2 separate regions of the Rattus norvegicus genome follow, and region 2 is linked to region 1. Evidence: chromatin contacts called from public Hi-C data. All regions are on one chromosome and are shown on one strand. The core of a region is the stretch at or near the end of the contact, and the rest is flanking DNA. Distances in the headings are between cores, read along the strand shown. Region 1 has its middle 240 kb from the start of Gask1b. Region 2 has its middle 100 kb from the start of Mir2985.

What was found. Hi-C and Micro-C count contacts between places; a contact is called where the count stands out from the background.
Region 2: a Hi-C map of frontal cortex shows a contact between it and region 1, with 2.1 times the contacts expected there. The contact joins two enhancer-like sites. A contact is called at or near these places in 2 of 12 Hi-C or Micro-C datasets (frontal cortex and prefrontal cortex).

Annotation. Positions count from the first base shown.
Region 1 is chr2:167,587,622-167,592,230 of GRCr8, reverse strand. No RefSeq gene overlaps it. Among named protein-coding and RNA genes, the nearest start is that of Gask1b, 240 kb to the right of the region's middle. Within about 2 kb of position 2,515, at least 12 of the 93 cell types and tissues checked have an H3K27ac peak or open chromatin away from gene starts, as enhancers often do.
Region 2 is chr2:168,152,728-168,157,336 of GRCr8, reverse strand. No RefSeq gene overlaps it. Among named protein-coding and RNA genes, the nearest start is that of Mir2985, 100 kb to the left of the region's middle. Within about 2 kb of position 2,181, at least 19 of the 93 cell types and tissues checked have an H3K27ac peak or open chromatin away from gene starts, as enhancers often do.

The sequences.
Region 1 (4,609 bases), core at 1,266-3,765:
GAGGGGGTTTCCTTATACATGCTGAATACCAATTCTTGCTCAGGTGAACACTAATGTGAATTACAGTATGACTATTATAGAGACTAATTTGGAAGCTCTTTAAAAATAAAACTCAAAATAGGTCTACAATGTGATCCAGCTATCCCACTTTGGAGTGTATCTTCAAAGGAAATGAAGTCAGAGTAAGGGAAGATGCTTACATGTCTGCTCACTACATGTAGTGCCAGTCATAATACCTGGATGTAGAACCATCTGGGTGAATAGACAAAAAATATATTATAGATATGCAATGGGATATTGCATATCTGTATTCCATTGTCTGAATCCTCCTGTGGAACCAGAGAACATTATGTCAAGTGAAATAACAAATATGTTTTACTCATAGAAATAATAACAGAAATAATGATAGTAAAATTAATATAGTAGCCTTTCAAATAAATTTAAACAACATTCTTCTACTTTGGCTGTGTTAATTTATTGGGGAGCTCTGACACAGTCACAAAATACCATCTTTGATTTGTCTGTTGTTTTGTTTTGTTTTTCTGTCTTTTGAGACAAAGTTTCACTAGGTAATGCTGTCCGTCCTGGAGCTCACTATGTAGACACAGGCTGATCTTTTACTCACAGAGCTCCATCTGCCTCTACCTCCTTAGCTGGGATGAAAAACTTGTAGCACCATGCTGAGACAGTTGTGTGAAGAAAGAAAGAAGACTGGTGAATCCTAATTGGCTCAGCCTTGGTTCTATGACAACCATAGTCAACATTTGGCCAGTCCAGCCTAGGTGTAGTACACACAAGCTACGTGACAAAATTTTGAATTCATAAAATTTAGATTCACTTAAAAAAAAACTTGACATTTATGAACTATCCAAGTTGTGTGTTTAAGTTGATTTTTACCTGCATATAAAGGTGATGAGAGATATATATTTGTCATTATTTTTTTTTCTACCCAGTGTTAGTATATCCCAAATTCTTTTGGAAGAAAAGTCTCTAGCCACCAAACACTTGGTTTAAATACTTATATTTTACCAAGCAGTTTTGAAATTCTGCCATCCTTTCCTTTTAGGAAATGGGTTATGTTATGAATTTAAAACAAACATAGTAGCCTTGAAGAAGACTCTTCCCAAGCCTTCAATGCCCTGATCCCAGGAAAAAAGCATTCTTGCTCTTTCCTGGCAAAGTCACGATGACATGATCCTCTGCTAATGAGGGAAAGATGGCAGAAGACTGTCTGTCACAGACAGGACAAGCTGTTTTTCTCTTAGACATTTTCCCTACTAAAGAACAGACAGCTGTTGCATAGCACTAAAGACTGGAAGGGAGGGCTAGAAACGGTGGCTTAGGTGTCTTAAATGCGGCCAGAGAGCAGTCTGCATGCTACTATAACCAAGACCTCTGCTTACACAGGGCACGGACTTAGCTTTGCCCAAAAACTCAGTCCCTGCTGAGGAAGGCAGAGAACCTGTTCGCAGACTACCGAAACCGAGGCCTGCATTTTACAAGCATTGGGCTTCTGGGGTGTTTTCCTGTTGTTTACTTGGAAGGAAGAAAAAACCTCAAAGCTAAATGTAGACATCACTGGAAAATAATAAAGATAAAGCACTTCTGAAATTTTCATGAGTCAATAAAAAAAAAAAACGTAATTCCATTTAGAAACAAATCGATTGACAGATATGTTTCGGAGGGTACAGCTATTACTTAAAGCAAGAAACACCTACAGTCAAATTCCTTTCTGAAAAGATTTTCTCTCAATCTTAAAACATTCACCAAAAACATTCCCTACACATTTTATCTCTGGGTCCCCAGCAGTGTCTTAATTTTTAAGTAATGATTGACTAGAACACGCACGCAGTTTTTAGATACTGAAGATGGGAGCAGCTATTTTCGCTGAACAGCGGGAGCCTTTTCAGCACATCTCTTACTAAGCCCTAACAGGATGCCATCTTTACGATTCTCTCAAATATGTTGTACTAAAAGCCGCGTGTCTTGTTTCTAAACCTAAACTCGGAGACGTCCGTTTCTGAATTTTAAGATGCCATGCCATGTAGATCAAAGCAGTCATTAAAACAGGGGATAACCTTTTTAAAAAGGAGGGGTCATTGTGACGTACTGCATCTTGCTGTAGTGTGGATTTTAATGGAATCACTTAAAACCATTAGTTGCTATTGTCGATGTGCTCTATGTAAAGAAAAATACCAGGTCTTTGAATTATTTGTCTGGGGAAAAAATAAAAAGGGGAAAAAAGAACATTTCAGTTGTCTGAGTCGGAGACTTAGGGGAAAAAATTCTCCGTAAAACCCAAAAGCCGAAGAAACAGTTCAACAGACAGCAGCATCAAAATCTCAAACTGTAGTCGCAGCCAGCTATTTATACTTCCCATACAATTCTCGGAAAAATCTATTGTTAAGGTTGAGCATTTCTGGGAAGAAGAGGGGGAAATTTTTAAACCAGCAACAAATAGTATTCGTTCAGTCCCTGCCATCCACAGGGCGCATGGGTGACATTTGCTATAAGTCTGTCAAGGTACATGAAAATGATCCTTCCTCTCTTCCTTTTGCTTGAATCTGAAAAGAAACTTGTCTTGCATTCGACTGCACTCCCTTCATTCCTATTTTCCTCCATGCCTTCCCTCTTCCCTTTCTCTTTTTTCAGCCCTAGATTTCTTTTCAGAGGGGTAGAATGGGAGACTGTAACTCGCTAAAGATGGCGTTTCTACCCAGTGCTGCCCTGCCCTCTAGTGGCCAGGATCCAGAACTCCGTACACTTCTTTCCCCCACCCCTCTTACTAAACTCTGCCTTTCAGCCTTTCAGCCTTCCATTCCCTACACATCCCTCTAACCTTCTCTCCTTTCTTTTATCCTCTCCCTCCTTCAGCAGCCAACCTAAAACTGTCTGTAAAAAGAGAACTTGCAGAATGCGTATACTTAAAATACAAAACGGTTTACATAAAGGAAAACTTGGTAATTAAATTCTCTCCTCCCTCGTATTTAATCGGCAAATCGGCATGTTAAATCCACAAACTAAATTGAACCAAGTCTGAGACTGATGTTCTTGGTAAATCTTAGAGAATATTAGCGTCTCTCTAAGAAACTCATATGCAAATTGATTTATTTCCATAAAATTGGAGGTGAGGGAATCTTACCTATTCAGGAAGCTGAGAAAAGAGGGTCAAAAGTTCAAATACAACTGTGTCTTGCAGTGAGACAGAGTGGGGGAGTAGGAGGGAGGGGGGAGGGCTAGACCTGGGACTCTCAGGAAGAGTGCATGCCTAGTATTCCCTTTCACCCCAGTACTAATAATGGAATAAAACAGTCTCGATGTGATTTCCAGCAACACCCAAAAGGCATGTCCAGCTGATTAGCAGCTGCCAAGGCTCCACTACATCCCTTGTTAGCACACGTGATAGCGACTCCTCTTTCCCGCTTGGACACTGAAGGCCAAATTCCACGATGAAGAGAAAGGTACATTAACAGACTGTCACCAGGCGTGTCCATTTAACTTAATTACTGCTCTGTATTTAAATATTATTTACCAAAACACCCCACTGCTCTAAGTGAAGGACCACAAAATTAACATTTTGACAGCATGTGTGTCATTCGTGCCTTATTAAAAGCACTGCCATTTCCAGCTCAGCGCAGCAATATGCTCTTAAAAGCAATGTAGATCTCCATCTTCAGGCTTTTATACCAGATGCTGGAGGAGATGGGGGGTCAGCCATAAGCTATAAGAAGTTGTAAAGGTTACCTTCATTTCATGGTTGCTCTGATCTAAACTCAGTGGACTTAAGATTAAAAGGAGAACAAGGACCATTTCCCAGTCAGACTTAGGGCACCTACTCTCAGAAACTGGGTCCCCCAAATATGTGAGCATTTCAGAAAAGTTCTTGAAACATAGAAGATAGACAGGAGGAATAGCACAGAGCTGAGATCCCAGCTACTCAGGAGGCAGACACAGGCAGGTCACAACTTGGAGACCTGTTTCCTGCACAGTCATTTGAAGACCAGCCTGAGTAATTTAGAGAAAGCCTATCTCAAAAACTAAAAACAATACCAACAATTAATGAAAATATATAAAAGGAAAATAGAATCTAAAATATTGCCTGTTCATTACTTTTCTATTGATGTGAAGAGACACCATGGCCAAGACATCTTATCAACAACTTTATTAGGGAGTTACAGTTTCAGAGGGTGATCATTACGGCACTGCAGGCATGACTGGAGTTAGCCCAAAGACGGCCAAGTGGGAATGGCATGAGATTTTGAAATGCAAAGCTCACCCTCAGATACACACCTCCTCTAACAAGGCTGCACCTCCTAATCCTTTCCAAACAGTCCCATCATTTGAGGGTGAAGTATCCAAACATATGAACTGAGCCTATGGGAGCCATTCCCATGCAAACCACCACACCCTTAGAACGCATTCCTGTTCAGAATCCTCATCGACACCAACATCATGACCTCTTTATCCATGAGATGATGCTGTACATTATCAACTACAAAACGCTTTATGGAAAGCCATCTTTCAGAACCAGAAGCCACAGCTATCATCACTAACCCCTGTTACACAGTGACATGAGCAACTGAGCCCAGCTTGTGACTTCAAAGGATTC
Region 2 (4,609 bases), core at 932-3,431, 570 kb before region 1:
TAGAAACCCATGCAAAAGTAGAAGTAGAGAACATAATTTACAAAGTTGTCCTCTGGCCTATAGATGCCAACTATAACACATATGCACCTGCAGGCATATGTGCACATATGTGCACATATTATACACACACACACACACACACACACACACACACACACACACACACACACACACACAAACACAGAGAGACATACACACACGCACATACACACACAGGCCTGATTAAAATTCTAACTAAAAGTAGAAAATATATCTTTCAAATCTAACTTGTCAAGGTACTCAAGTAAAATTATAAAAATAGAAATTCAAATTAAAGATAAAAAAACCAAATAACTAAGTTGTGGGACACTCAGAAATGTAACATCTACTGGATTGAAATTGAATTGGTATAAGAAAGCTTCAGTTCTTTATGTGAAAATAAATGACCAGCGGTCTAGTTGCTCAGATTCCTGTTACATGATTATAGGTGATATTTATTATTATTGCTTGATCAGAACAAGGACGACATTTGGCTTCAGTATCTCGTCAGTGTAATAGGAACAACACTGGGACATTGTCCGGGCCCACCCGGTCTGCTTATGCCTTTCTTTGCCTGAGCTAGGTGTTTTCTACTTCATGGGCCCTTGTTTCCAGGTAACGTATGTGGTGGAATACTGGAGACATCATGATAGCTTGCTTCTGCATAAGAATGAGTTACACTCTATTGTTAGTTAGAAGCTTCAGGAAATTGAAACTTATTGTAGGTTGGAAGTTTGGAGAAATCAAAACTTATGCCATTGGTTTCTGATGTGACGTATGTTTATCGTTACCCTGACAACTAGTTTGTATTATGTGATTTTTCTGCTTATAAGCAAAGGCTTTTTGCCTTATTAAATGAGACTTGATCAGAATACTGTCTTGTCTCCATTTCTTGCGCCTCTTGTCCCATCCATTCCTACTCCCCCTCTCCAGGGTTTCTGCTGACATTCCCGCGGGCCGGGACAGGACATTCGTTACACATTTCTTCTTTCCTGTTCTCACAACATTGCATCATGTTGTCTGCAACTGTGTTTTTTCATATTGGTAGAAAAATTCTTATTTTTGATCTAGCAAATAAGAAATTATCTTTTTTTTTTTTTTTTTTTTTTTTGGAGCTGGGGACTGAACCCAGGGCCTTGTGCTTGCTAGGCAAGTGCTCTACCACTGAGCTAAATCCCCAACCCAAGAAATTATCTTTTAGAACACGTATATCATGCATTAAGATGTAAGATTTAAGTCTGGGAGAGAGCAAGTATCCCTTGTTGATACGGAGCTGTGCAAGGTCGTTATAGCTGTGCAAGGTCGTTATGGAGATTTCTGATAATAGTGAGTGGCTTTCTCATCCTCATAAAGCTTTATGCTCCTTCCATTCTAGAAGGCATCAGCCTGATAAAGTGAAAAACACATTATATGCTTCTAAAATTATGATTCAAAGGTTGGGGAGATTGAAAAAATAGTTCTTTTGCAAAGTCCGTAAGATAAACTATGACTATGTTGATATACTTTATAAAGGGGAGTGGGAAGGGTTAAGGGTTTGATGGACAGGAAACCGGGAAAGGGAATAACATTTGAAATGTAAATAAGAAATATCCAGTTTAATAAAAATGGAAAAAAATTCACCCAGCATCCTCTGATCACAAATTGTAAATTAATATTTTTACTGTCGGTGAAAATTTTATATACTCTATTTGATTATATTTGCTCCTCAACTCCTACTCGTACCTCCTCACCTGTAGGGTTGTGAGTCCTGAGCCCACTCAGGGAGGCTGGACACTGGAAGTTTGACTGCGCATACCCCAGCCATGGTTGGGCAGCTGTAAGGCTGTAGGGCAGCCTCGATATCACTCCGAGGGAGGGGAAGCACAGTCTGAGGTGCGGGACTAGGCAGAAGCTGGCTTGGGGGTCCCTGGGCATGTGATGAGGCCGGGGCCTTCAGGTTCTCAGGTTCTTGGGCATCCAGGCTCTGCTAGAAGCTGCTGAAGAGCTGAGAATGACGTGGGGTCTACAAAGCTGGATCTAGCTGGGGCCAAGGGGGAAAAGGAGGGGACTCTGATTGGTCCTGTGTGTGTGGTGGTGGTGATAGGGAATCCTTGGTTTGACTGTGGCAGGTGCAGGCTTGGTGGTGGCTTGGTTTTGGTGGCAGCCTTGTCTGGGAGAAAAAGGAGGCCTTATATGGGAGATTAGACAGCTGCTCTGTAGGCGAAGGCCTTCTGTGAGGCTCCCCACTGCAGATCCGGATGAAAAGAGACAGTTTGTGGTTTTATAAAATTTATTGTCATAGCAGAAAGTGGATGAATAAAACTATACTTCACTTCTCAGGGTGGGCTTGAGTTTATATACGTTTTGCAGGGTGAGTCTCAGGGAAGGAAAGTTTATTGGCTAAGCCTCTAGACCTTTAGGTACCTCACTATAAAGGAGGTCTGTCTATCTTGAGCTTATGAGACCTGTGGTCACGTCCTCTACCTGTGGAAGGACTTGGGGCTTTGCCTTTACATGACTGATCACCACAAATCTATGGAGGACTGTGGCTAGTGAGTTTCCTAGGAGTCAAGTGAAAATCCTACCATCCCTTGAGGAACACTGAGATTTTAAGACTCAACCAGGAACTAAGATGCCTTTCATAGTCCCACACGCTACTATCTACATCTACTTTTATATCCCCCCAATTTCACGCTCTTTTTTTCCAAAAAATTTATTTATATATTTGTTTGTTTATATTTAGTAACCCTTTGATATCAATCAGTGTTATCTACTTATTTCTGGGTGCTATGTACTAGAGTGAGGTAAATGTGTGATAAGCCACACCCTTCAAGAAAACTGACTTTCTCTCCCATAGAAGAAGCTACCACAATTGAAGAAAACTGCATAAGACAAGAAAAAGAAGTGTGTGTGTGTGTGTGTGTGTGTGTGTGTGTGTGTGTGTGTGTGTGTATCCTAATCAGTTTGAAGAGTTACAACAAAAACAAATATTATAGATGGGTTAAATTATACCATTTTACTCCATTTTACTCTGCAGCCTGGTATCATCTAGGCCAGCACCAAATACTTGTAGATGCTGAATGCATGCCTATAATTGCAGCATTCAAGAGGCTGCAGCAGAAGGATGTCAAGTTTGGGGACAGCCAAAACTATATATGGAGACCCTGTCACATATAGTGAAATCAAGTATATGCTGGCAGATCTGGCCCACATCATGAGTTGCATTTCCTGATTTGCTGATAGCCTGAGCACTCATTGCTTCCTCACAAGATGGTAAGGAAAATGTGTATGTGTTGTGGGGAGGTGGATGCAAGGGGCAGGGAAGGAGTGAACAAGGATGGGGTGTCTCATTCTCTTATAAAGTCACAGACACTGATTTTATGAGGTCTCATTTGTCGATTCTTGATCTTAGAGCATAAACCATTGGTATTCTGTTCAGATCATTTTCCCCTGTGCCTATGTGTTCAAGGATGTTCCCTACTTACTCTTCTATTAGTTTCAATGTATCTGGTTTTATGTGGAGGTCTTTGATTCACTTGAACTTGAACTTAGTACAAGGAGATAGGAACAGGTCGATTTTCATTCTTCTACAGCTGACCTCCAGTTTAACAAGCACCATTTGTTGAAAATGCTGTCTTCTTTCCATTGAGTGGTTTTAGCTCCTTTGTCAAAGATCAAGAGACCATAGTTGTATAGGTTCATTTATGGGTCTTCAATTCTATTTCATTGATCTACCTGCTTGTTTCTATACCAATACCATGGAGTTTTTAATCACAATAACTCTGTAATACAACTTGAGGTCAGAGATGATGATTCCCCCAGAACTTCTTTTATTGTTGAGAATACTTTTTGCTATCCTTGATTTCTGTTATTCCAAATAAATTTGCGGATTGTGTTTCTAACTCAATGAAGAATTGAGTTGGAATTTTGATGGATATAGCATTAAATCTGTAGATTGCTTTGGGCAAGATGGCCATTTTTTTTACTATATTAATCCTGTCAATCCATGAGCATGAGAGATCTTTCCATCTTCTGAGATCTTCTTCATTTTCTTTCTTCAGAGACTTGAATTCTTGTCATACAGACTTTTCACTTTCTTGGTTAGAGTTACAACAAGGTATTTTATGTTATTTGTGACTATTGTGAAGGGTGTCATTTCTCTAATTTCTTTGTCAGACTGTTAATCCTTTGAGTAGAGGAAAGCTACTGATTTGTTTAAGTTAATATTATATCCAGTCAGTTTGCTGCTCCCACCTCAACACCCTGGGATTCCCCTACCCTGGGGAAATGAGCCTTCACAGGACCAAGGGCTTCTCCTCCTATTGATGCCAGACAATGCCATCCTCTGCTACATATGTGACTGGAGCCATGGGATCTTTATGTGTACTCTTTGGATGGCGGTGTAGTACCTAGTAGCTCTGGGGGGTCTAGTTGGGTGATATTGTAATTCTTCCTATGGGGTTGCAAACCCCTTCAGCTCCTTCAGTCCTTGCTCTAACCCCTCCATTGGGGTTCCCATGTTCCATCCGATGGTTAGGTACAAGCATCCTTATCAATATCAGAGCTGCTCAGGAGACATCCATATCAGGCTCCTGTCAGCAAGCACTTCTTG